2 separate regions of the Mus musculus genome follow, and region 1 is linked to region 2. A link is a contact called in public Hi-C data. All regions are on one chromosome and are shown on one strand. The core of a region is the stretch at or near the end of the contact, and the rest is flanking DNA. Distances in the headings are between cores, read along the strand shown.

Region 1 (4,415 bases), core at 1,536-4,035, 490 kb after region 2:
CTGTGTGTCTGTCATTGAAAGCCTTTATGAAGAGCATAGTGGGTAGGTTCTCCAGATCAGAAAAGCCTATGACATAATTCCTCAGCATCCACTCCTGTACCAGCTTCTGGAGTGTGGGAGAGTTGTAGATGCCCATCCTGATAGATATTCAGTTAGAACAAACAGTCTGTGGTCCAACTCCCAACAGCACAGCTGTGAATGGAAGTCCAAGGATGTAGCAGTTGCTCAGTTCTACAAGGCAAGCAGGCTAAAAAGAGAGTAAATCTTCCTTCTTCCAATGTCCTTATGTAGGTCTGCAGCAGAAGGAGTAGCCCAGATTTAAGGTGTGTGGCACCACTCCTTTAATCCTAGATGACCCTGAACTCAAAGATCTCCCTGTCTTAATCTTCTGGAATTCATTGCCACTATGCCTCAAGATCTCCATGCCAAGATCCAGGTCAGAAACATGTATCTCTCAGTCTCCAGATTAGGATCACAGGTGGGTTTTCCAATTCTGGACTGTAGTTCATTCCAGATATAGTCAAGTTGACAACCAGGAATAGCCACTACACCTTCCAATCTTGAATGGAACTCATTCTATAGCCCAGGCTTGTGCCTACTTACCATGCTCCGGCTTGTGATTAGGAGTGTAAGGTTATTTTTTATTTTTTTCCTTCCACCATTCTTGTCCAGAGCACAATGCTGTTAGAATGCTGCATAAATTCCACACATGCCAGTGGGAGTATATTATTGTAGCTCTTTGGAGGATGAGTTGGGAGACGTCTAGGTCAATCTAATTTATATAGGGTGTTTCCAGCAAATCCAGGTTAGAGGAAATCAAGTAAAATAGGATTTTAAATGTTTTCATTGAAATTGTCCTGTAGGGGACTTGTTCCCACTACACAAATGTTCTACAATTCAGTCATAATTCCTTCAGAAAACTCCCTTTGCCATCTCCCCTCCCCCTGCTCACCAACCTACACACTCCTGCTTCCTTGTCCTGGCATCCTCCTATACTGGGGCATTGAGTCATAATTCCAGGTTATTTAAATTATTTGTTTAATTTCATGTAGAGATGAGGTAGGTCTCTTTGTACAGACAAGTCTAGCCTGGAATGTGGTATTTTGTGCACAGCACATTAATTATAGTTTCCAGGTGTGGCTGTTAAATGCTTCTTCGCCACATACATACATACATACATACATACATACATATATACATACATACATACATACATACATATATACATACATACATACAATAATCACTCTCAGGCAATGTCTAGTCAAGTAGGCAAAGCTGAAGCCACCACATTCCTACAGCCTTAGTTCCTGGATCAGCTAGACTTCAGAATTTTGTCATTGAAGCCTTCCCCAGCAATTTTTAAACTTGAGTTATAAGGAAATTTTAGTTCATACAGTTGCCATACCATAGTAATCCTTGAGACATAATTTAAGAGATTGTAAAGGGATTAAATTATAAATATCCTAACTGAAATTCAAAAATGAATCTAGAAAAGTGAACAGAAGAAGAAGGATAGAAAGTTCAACTTGCATTTGCAAGTTCCCATATTTAAAATCTCAACTGAATCTAAGAAACTAGCATGTAAATTCCCATGTAATGGTCATTTATCATTAAAAAGAACTATAGCATATTTAAATTTTCTAAATTGGAAATACTGCTGGTTGGCTCCATATGGTTTTTGAATTGTATCTTGGGTATTCCGAGGTTCTGGGCTAATCTCCTCTTATTAGTGAGTACATACCATGTGTGTTCTATTGTAAGTAGGTTACCTCACTCAGGATGATATTTTCTAGTTCCAACCATTTGCCTAAGAATTTCATGAATGTATTGTTTTTAACAGCTGAGTAGTATTCCATTGTATAAATGTAGCACATTTTCTGTATCCATTTTTCTGTTGAGGGACATATGGGTTCTTTCCAGCTTCTGGTTATTATAAATAAGGCTGCAATGGACATAGTGAAGCATGTGTCCTTATTACATGTTAGAGCATTTCCTGTGTATATGCCCAGGAGTAGTACAGCTGGGCCCTCAGATAGTACTATGTCCAATTTTCTGAGGAACTCATTGTGGATGCCAATAAGTACTTGCTGACAGGAGCCTGATATAGCTGTATCCTGAGAGGCTCTGCCAGTGCCTGACAAAAACAGAAGTGGATGCTCACAACCAACCAGTGGACAGGGTTCCCAATGGAGGAGCTAGAGAAAGGACCCAAGGATGTGAAGGGGGTTTGCAGCCCCATAGGAGGAACAACAATATGAACCAACCAAAGAGTACACATGGAGGGACCCATGGCTCCAGCCACATATGTAGCAGATGTTGGCTTATTTGGGCATCAAAGAGAGGAGAGACCTTAGGTCCTGTGAAGGCTCGAACGCTCAATACCCCATGTAGGAGGATGCCAGGACAAGGAAGCAGGAATGGGTAGGTTGCTGAGCAGGGGGAGGCAGGATGGCATAGGGAGTTTTCTGAGGGGAAATGAGGAAAAGGGATAACATTAGAAATGGAAATAAAGAAAATATCTAATTAAAAAAAAAGTCAAGTTGGGCTAGATCTTAAGGTTGTCTTCCATGAAACTCCTACTATGAGAGGAAAGTGTAGAAAGAAGAGAGTAAAAAGCCTGAAGCACATAGAATATGAGACAGAGGTCTAAGTAAATAACTTGTGCTGCCACAAAGACTTACGGAGTAGAAAAATGCTATTCTGGAGACAATGATGCTGGTACAAGCTGCTAGATTGTATGCTATTGTCAGAAATATGACTCATTTAACCTAGAATTCACTATCTCTACTTGCCATGACCTTCAGAAAGACTGGCTGTCTTCTTGGCAAACAAAACTGGCCAACTGGCTATCTGCCCTAGACTTTTGTTATTCTGGAATACCTCTGTCCTTACTTGTGTAAAAGTGTAAGTTGTATAAAATGAAATCATATTTCTTGCTGTCATAGTTAATGATAAAAATAAATAAATAAAAAGAACTAAAATCATTAGACTTTTTGGAAAGTAGTTTTTCCATTTGCCTGCTCAGCCCTTGTACTGATCTTTTAACCTAGGTTAAATATTAATAAACATTCACAATGCAAAAACTAAATGTACTAATAATTTTCCTTTGGGGAAGCCCAGCCCAGTCTCTCTCTGAAGGACAAACTTCCTTTTGCTTTGCCAAATAAACCTCTGATTAAAATAACTGAATTCTTTATTTCTTTCACTAAATAAAACAAGAAATTTACTCCCAGGTGTGGTTCAGCAGCCTTTAACCTCAGCAATCTTATGTAAAGGCAAAGGAATTTCCAAGTTCTAGGCCAGCTGGTCTATGTAGGAATTTTCAAGCCAGTCAAGGACACATAGTAAAACCCCATTTAAAAAAAAGAAAAGAAGAAAAAAAATTCAAGGTAGATGTTTCTCTGCAATTTTCTGAATAAACTCAATTTTAATGTTCGTTTGGTCCACTTTTTAAGAAAAATATAGCAGTTTTAATTGGGTGATGGCCAAAAATAATAATTCTTCTTTCAAATGCCAAAGACTTATGAGACTCATTTATTAATGGCATTTTCATCTTGTTTTTTAAGTGAATCAAGCTGCACTGCTTTCATCTCTTGATCATATACATGTAAGAACTTCTCAGTGTTCACCCCTCTGTTTCCAAATTCATTCTGATTTAAATTAAACTAGTGTGCTTTAAACTTCATGGAAAGTGGTCAAGTATTGAAATCTAAGTGCTACACTCATGTTTTGTTTTATTAATAATGTCTTGGAACATTTCATATGTCCCAGGAAATTGGGACCATAAATCCCTCAGTCGTAGGTTTGCTCACAGTAAAATCAACAACAGCAACAAAACAAAACAAAGCAAAACAAAAAACAAAAACAGAAACAAACAAAGACAAAACCAAAACCCCTGCTTGTGTAGTTATGACATCATGCTATATTATGTTACAGAAATTCTATTCAGCAGGAACCTAAACTCATATATGTTATCTCTTTAAATATGATTTATGAATAGCTTTTATACCAATATCAAGATGACTAAACATAACATTAAGCAACATGATTTTTCAATGTACCCCCCTTTGTTTCATTTCTTTATTCACCTTGAAATACAACCATACCTAATGATAAAAAATACTGTAGACTTTTGATTAATGTTAATTAATGTTAGTTCACAGGATAGAAAATCTTTTAGATTATATCTATGCCATGGCTCACAATGATAGGTAGGTTATATTAAACATCTAAGGAAGCAATGACTAGATAAAAACAACTTTAACTTTTTTCTTGTAAAATTATTTAATATTGTTAGATGTTCAAGAAATCTATCCTGAAAGATACTCTGGCACCTCACATGCCTTGTTTTAAATATGTTTCAGTGTATCAATGCTGTGTGAAAAACAAGTGAAGGTGCATGCAAATCCCTG
Region 2 (4,556 bases), core at 1,817-4,316:
AGCCTGGCAAAAGTGTAGCATAATAAAACCAAAAATGCATTTTTAGCCAGTTATTATCAAAGTTGTTGATGTTAAAATGGCGTTGTGCCAAAAAAACATACTGTGTAACTGATTTTGAGGTATAGCTTCCATAGGCCACACCTTCATCCAATGAGCCATCTACAATATGCTTCAAGAGAAACATAGTCTTTTCCATCACATCAACAACAACTTGTTTCCATATGTTTGCTTTAGATCCTTTATCTACTCCAGTAACCAAGGCCCCTATGAGTAAAGCTATCATATTTGTAGCTTGATGGTTATGAAGAAGTTGTTTGCCCCATGATCGAATCTTGGAATATTCATACATTTCCTCAGTAACAATCCAAATTTTTTCTAGGTATTTTTGTTTACGCTGATTACCTAATAGATTATATAAAAAGTCAAAGGCAGTGGCAAAACCTGTTAAAGAATGGCCAACTGGAACCTCATCCCCTGGTGCATTCTCAACTAGCCAGTCTTTGTAGCTAACCATCCGATCCATGTATTCCATAACAAATTCAAAGGCAACCTTGTCTTCTGGGCATAATAAACAATACAATGCTAAAGGAGGAAGATTATTACCATAAATTTCATTCCACTTGGCAGCAAACTCAGCATGCTTGGGTGGAGGTAGGTAGTATGATGGATTGGACAGCATAATTGTCACTGCACTTTTGATAGCTCTAAAAATATGCAAATGGCTTGTACGAGACTTTTGTTTCAATGTTTGTATATCTCCAGCATCAAAATATAAATTTGGATGAAGTCTTCGGTTGAGTTTGAAATCTTGTATTTTCTGTGACTTAAGCCATTGTATATCGTCTGTGAAAACTGCCCATTCAGAATAATTGCTCACAGATTCTTCACAAGTAGAAAAACTACACATCATCAATGTTAAAAATAGTAAATGTTCTGTAAACATAAACGCCATGATCCATGGGGAAGATCTTTTCCTTAGGCATATGTGTTAAGCACAGTGTTTCCTATCTGGTTATTGTAAATTATATATTAAAGATGTAGCAAAAAAACAAAAACAAAAAACAGACTATACCTCATAGGCTGTGAAATCCAGGTGACATTCAGCTTATTCAAAGCAAGAAAAGTTAGGAAATTATATAGCATGTCTGTGTCCCTGGCACAGGTTTGCTTCCAATAAAATAAAATTTCAAGGAATATTAATGCCTCCAATGTCTCCAATGCACAGAAAACAGTGGTCTAGTCAGAAAATACAACAAATCCAACATTTACTCCCTGTGTGTAAATCTAATTAACATGTGAAAAAGAAAAAATTTTTTAAAATTCCAAAATTCAAATGAAGCCATTTGACCACGTAGCACAAGAAACCATCTGTAGTGATTAACTTACCACACATAAATGGTATGTTTCTGTATGTTCCCCAAAAGAAGATGATAAAGTACTGTCATTCTCAGAGTGTGCAGACTTCATTATTTTTTTCTCAGAGTCTGAAGCATAATGATTTCTCAATTGTTTTTTCTTCCATTTTGGGGAGGAAAATATTCTGAACAAATGTTCAAAGTCCTACATGGTTGATAAGGGACACTGAAATTTCTGCCTTCATTTCAAACGTCTTTTTAAAGCGTTTCCAAATATCCTTTTATCAAGTTTATCTGTACCTGTAAAAGAATGTAATTTCTTCAATGTCTAGATGCTCTTCTTCCAATCATGCCCACATCCACCAAGTGGGTAAGAAAATTCCACTTTCACAACACTGAAGTCTGTTTTTTGTTCATTTTCGTGTCACTCCTCTCTGGGAGAAAAACAAAACAAAGCAAATTTCTAAGACTGAAAGTGGAGATAAAGGGATGATTTATGTAGTTTTGTCATTTGACAGAAATGTGAGAATCAAAGTAACATATTTCCAGTCTAACTTTTTTCTAATGTTTTTTCCTTATATTTGCAAACATATTTAGATTCTAGTTAATATTGGCAGAGAAGAAACAACACAAGTTATATTTCAGTGTTTTGTTTTAGCTATTTAAACATGTTTCTATCCACAAGTAATCACCATAAAGATGAATACAATATTCTTGCTACTTTGGTTATAAAGGTAAAAGTCAAAATGACCCTTTTAAATTATGGCCCAAAGTTTAGCTTTTAAGGAATGAAAAAGTAGCTTCACAAGACAAGTCACTTTTTTTTTGGACAAATCACAAATGGCAGTTGGAAGGCAGAAAAAAGGCACTGTTGACTCAGATGCTCACCTGTGGCTGTCGTCAACATCCTCCCCACGAGCCGCCAGAGGGCGTTCACACCCAGGTTTAAGGAGCAGGCCTATCCTTTGCCCATCTTGGATTTGGAAGAAACTCACCAAGTTTCGATCTTAGACAAGTCTCCTCCTCTGTAGGAAACAAACACTTCTAGTAGTTCCTGACTTGACCCGCCTGTTGCATATTTTAATTCCTTTCTTCAGAACGCATCGTCCTTCTGCTCCAGTCCCCACTGTCTGACCTGTGGCTGCAACGTGGGGACTAGAGAGACCTCTAAATGGCCAAGTCGGCTTACCTCAGGCCGCCTGCAACAGGATCTTCAAGCGGAGCTGGGCCCCAACACAGGCGAAGGCTGCCAGTTCAAGCAATTGAGGATTTTTTGGAGGCGGGCCTACGGAAGCCAAGAGCTCCGCACGCCTCCGCCCGTGTGCTGCCAGGGACTGCACAGGCAGCGGCCGGGCTGGGTCTCCTCAGCTCGGGCGTCGTCTCCTCAGCGCCCCGACTCTTGGGGGGTGGCGGGGTGGGGGGCTTCCCTAGAGCGCGTGCTTTCCTCAGCGCCACAGTCTCCGCTGCTCCTCTGGGTGCGGAGTCTCCTCAGGGCCGGATCTCGGGGATGGAGACTCAGACACACCCGCCCTGGAGGAACGCCAGGCGCTGGCCGGCGCGGCTCTCTTGGCGGGAGGCCACCCGCGGGCGGCGGGTGATCTCCAGGCGCTGTCTTCAGCGCAGCGACGGTGACCTAAGGCCTGATGCTGCCTAGACCGGCGCTCCGCCGAGCTAGCTGGAGCCGCCTAGCCCACGGAGGGCGGAAAAAAGGCGACACGTACTGGAGGGCGGGGCGGGGTCTGATCCAGGGAGGCGTGTCCAGAGGCGGGGTCTTAGGAGCAAAACGCCCGCCTAGCGGCCGGCGGGCCTGGGCGGGGCGCCCCGCAGAAAGGCTGAGGCCAGGGAAAGGCCTGAGCCGCCCGCGCACTGCCAGTGGGCGGGGCCAGGCTTTAACTCTATGCAGCAGTGTTTCAGTCAGCTTGGCAACTGCTACTAAGACAACCCAGTTGGATTTCAGGGAAGTTTGGAAGTCCCTTTGTCTTTGCATCTGTCTAGGCTGGTGTTCTAACTTTTTGGATATTGAGAGAAAACATATGTTAAACATCTAAACGTGACAAGGAGTTGTGATTACAAATGATGAGAGAAACTCTTGGGGGATGGGATGAGTAATGACTGTGGCAGGAGAATATTCAGTTACCCTTAAGAGCTGAAAAAGGACTCTATAAGCACTTCTTTGAAATTCTGAGGCACACTTGCTGACATTGCTATCATAGACAAACAAACCCAAAATATCCAGATTAATATAGTAGGAACAACTTCAATAGCCAAATGTACTAGTCATCTCTACGGATTGAAAGTTTCTGCTAGATTGAAGCAAATATGGGACAAGCAATCAGTAGAAAACTGTTTACTGTGTTTACTTTCAAACCTGCACCACATAGGCATGTGAAATTTGAAGCTTGGAAATTCAGTCGCAGAATAGACTGAGATTTTGTTCACATTGTACTCACTCAGAGCACTTTCCACAGTCTTAGGTTACACTTGGACATAGGCCAACCTATAGTCTGCTCAATAACTTGGAGGTAGTAATACAAGGAGCTGTCATGGTTCACTGGTTTAAACTTCATCCCTAGATGTGGATTAGTTAAACTTCAGTTTTCTTCTAACCCCTATTATTTGCTAAAATGCACAGCTGTATTCTTAGGTGGGAAAAGCAGTTGTTTGAATGACAAGAATAATAAGAAAAGATAACTGATAAAGTTAACTTGAGAGCATGTAATTATAGACAAACTACTCTTATATTTGCCCTGGTTGGAACTGTGTCCCGGTCTAATAGCTAAAGTAAGTTTTCCTTTGGCCCCTCAATAATTGAAATATTCTATACCTTCCTCCCAGTGTCTGTCCAGTCATCCTACCGCCAAAACCCTTCCCAAGTAGCAACTGCAGTTTTCTCTGAATGGAATTTTCTTATCTTAGTCTCCATTCGTATCATTAAATTCCTCATCACTTTCCCAAAACAGTTTCAACAAAAGGATGTTTTTCTCTGCATGAGTCTCTAAGGTTTTCTATGGATTACTGTCTCACCTGGTTCACTACTTAACTCAACATGAAATCTATCTGCCTGTGGATAGTAAGTACCTTTGCATGAGCTGTGGCTGGGTTTGAAACTAGTTGATCTTTTGACAGTTTGGCTTTAGGGAACTTAATCACCTTTACTTAAAAGTCATTGGAAAGAAAATGTTTTCTTTGCAAACTTCTCAT

What was found. A called contact is a pair of places that touch in the nucleus more often than the background predicts.
Region 1: a Hi-C map of Sertoli cells shows a contact between it and region 2, with 3 times the contacts expected there. The contact joins the enhancer-like site here to the promoter of Dsel in region 2. A contact is called at or near these places in 15 of 39 promoter capture datasets (the 3T3-L1 cell line, the HPC-7 cell line, HPC-7-derived erythroid cells and 10 more), 2 of 484 Hi-C or Micro-C datasets (Sertoli cells and embryonic limb bud) and 7 of 115 datasets of contacts at active chromatin or transcription factors (embryonic hindbrain, embryonic limb bud, embryonic stem cells and 4 more).

Annotation. Positions count from the first base shown.
Region 1 is chr1:112,353,181-112,357,595 of GRCm38.p6, forward strand. It overlaps the pseudogene Gm29691. Among named protein-coding and RNA genes, the nearest start is that of Gm32810, 62 kb to the right of the region's middle. Within about 2 kb of position 2,786, at least 5 of the 459 cell types and tissues checked have an H3K27ac peak or open chromatin away from gene starts, as enhancers often do. A contact at or near this core is called in Sertoli cells, where this site is marked.
Region 2 is chr1:111,861,852-111,866,407 of GRCm38.p6, forward strand. Dsel (dermatan sulfate epimerase-like) reads right to left here and starts at 3,067. Exons shown (of 2, transcript NM_001081316.1): 1 at 2,244-3,067; 2 at 1-1,789. The coding sequence starts at 952.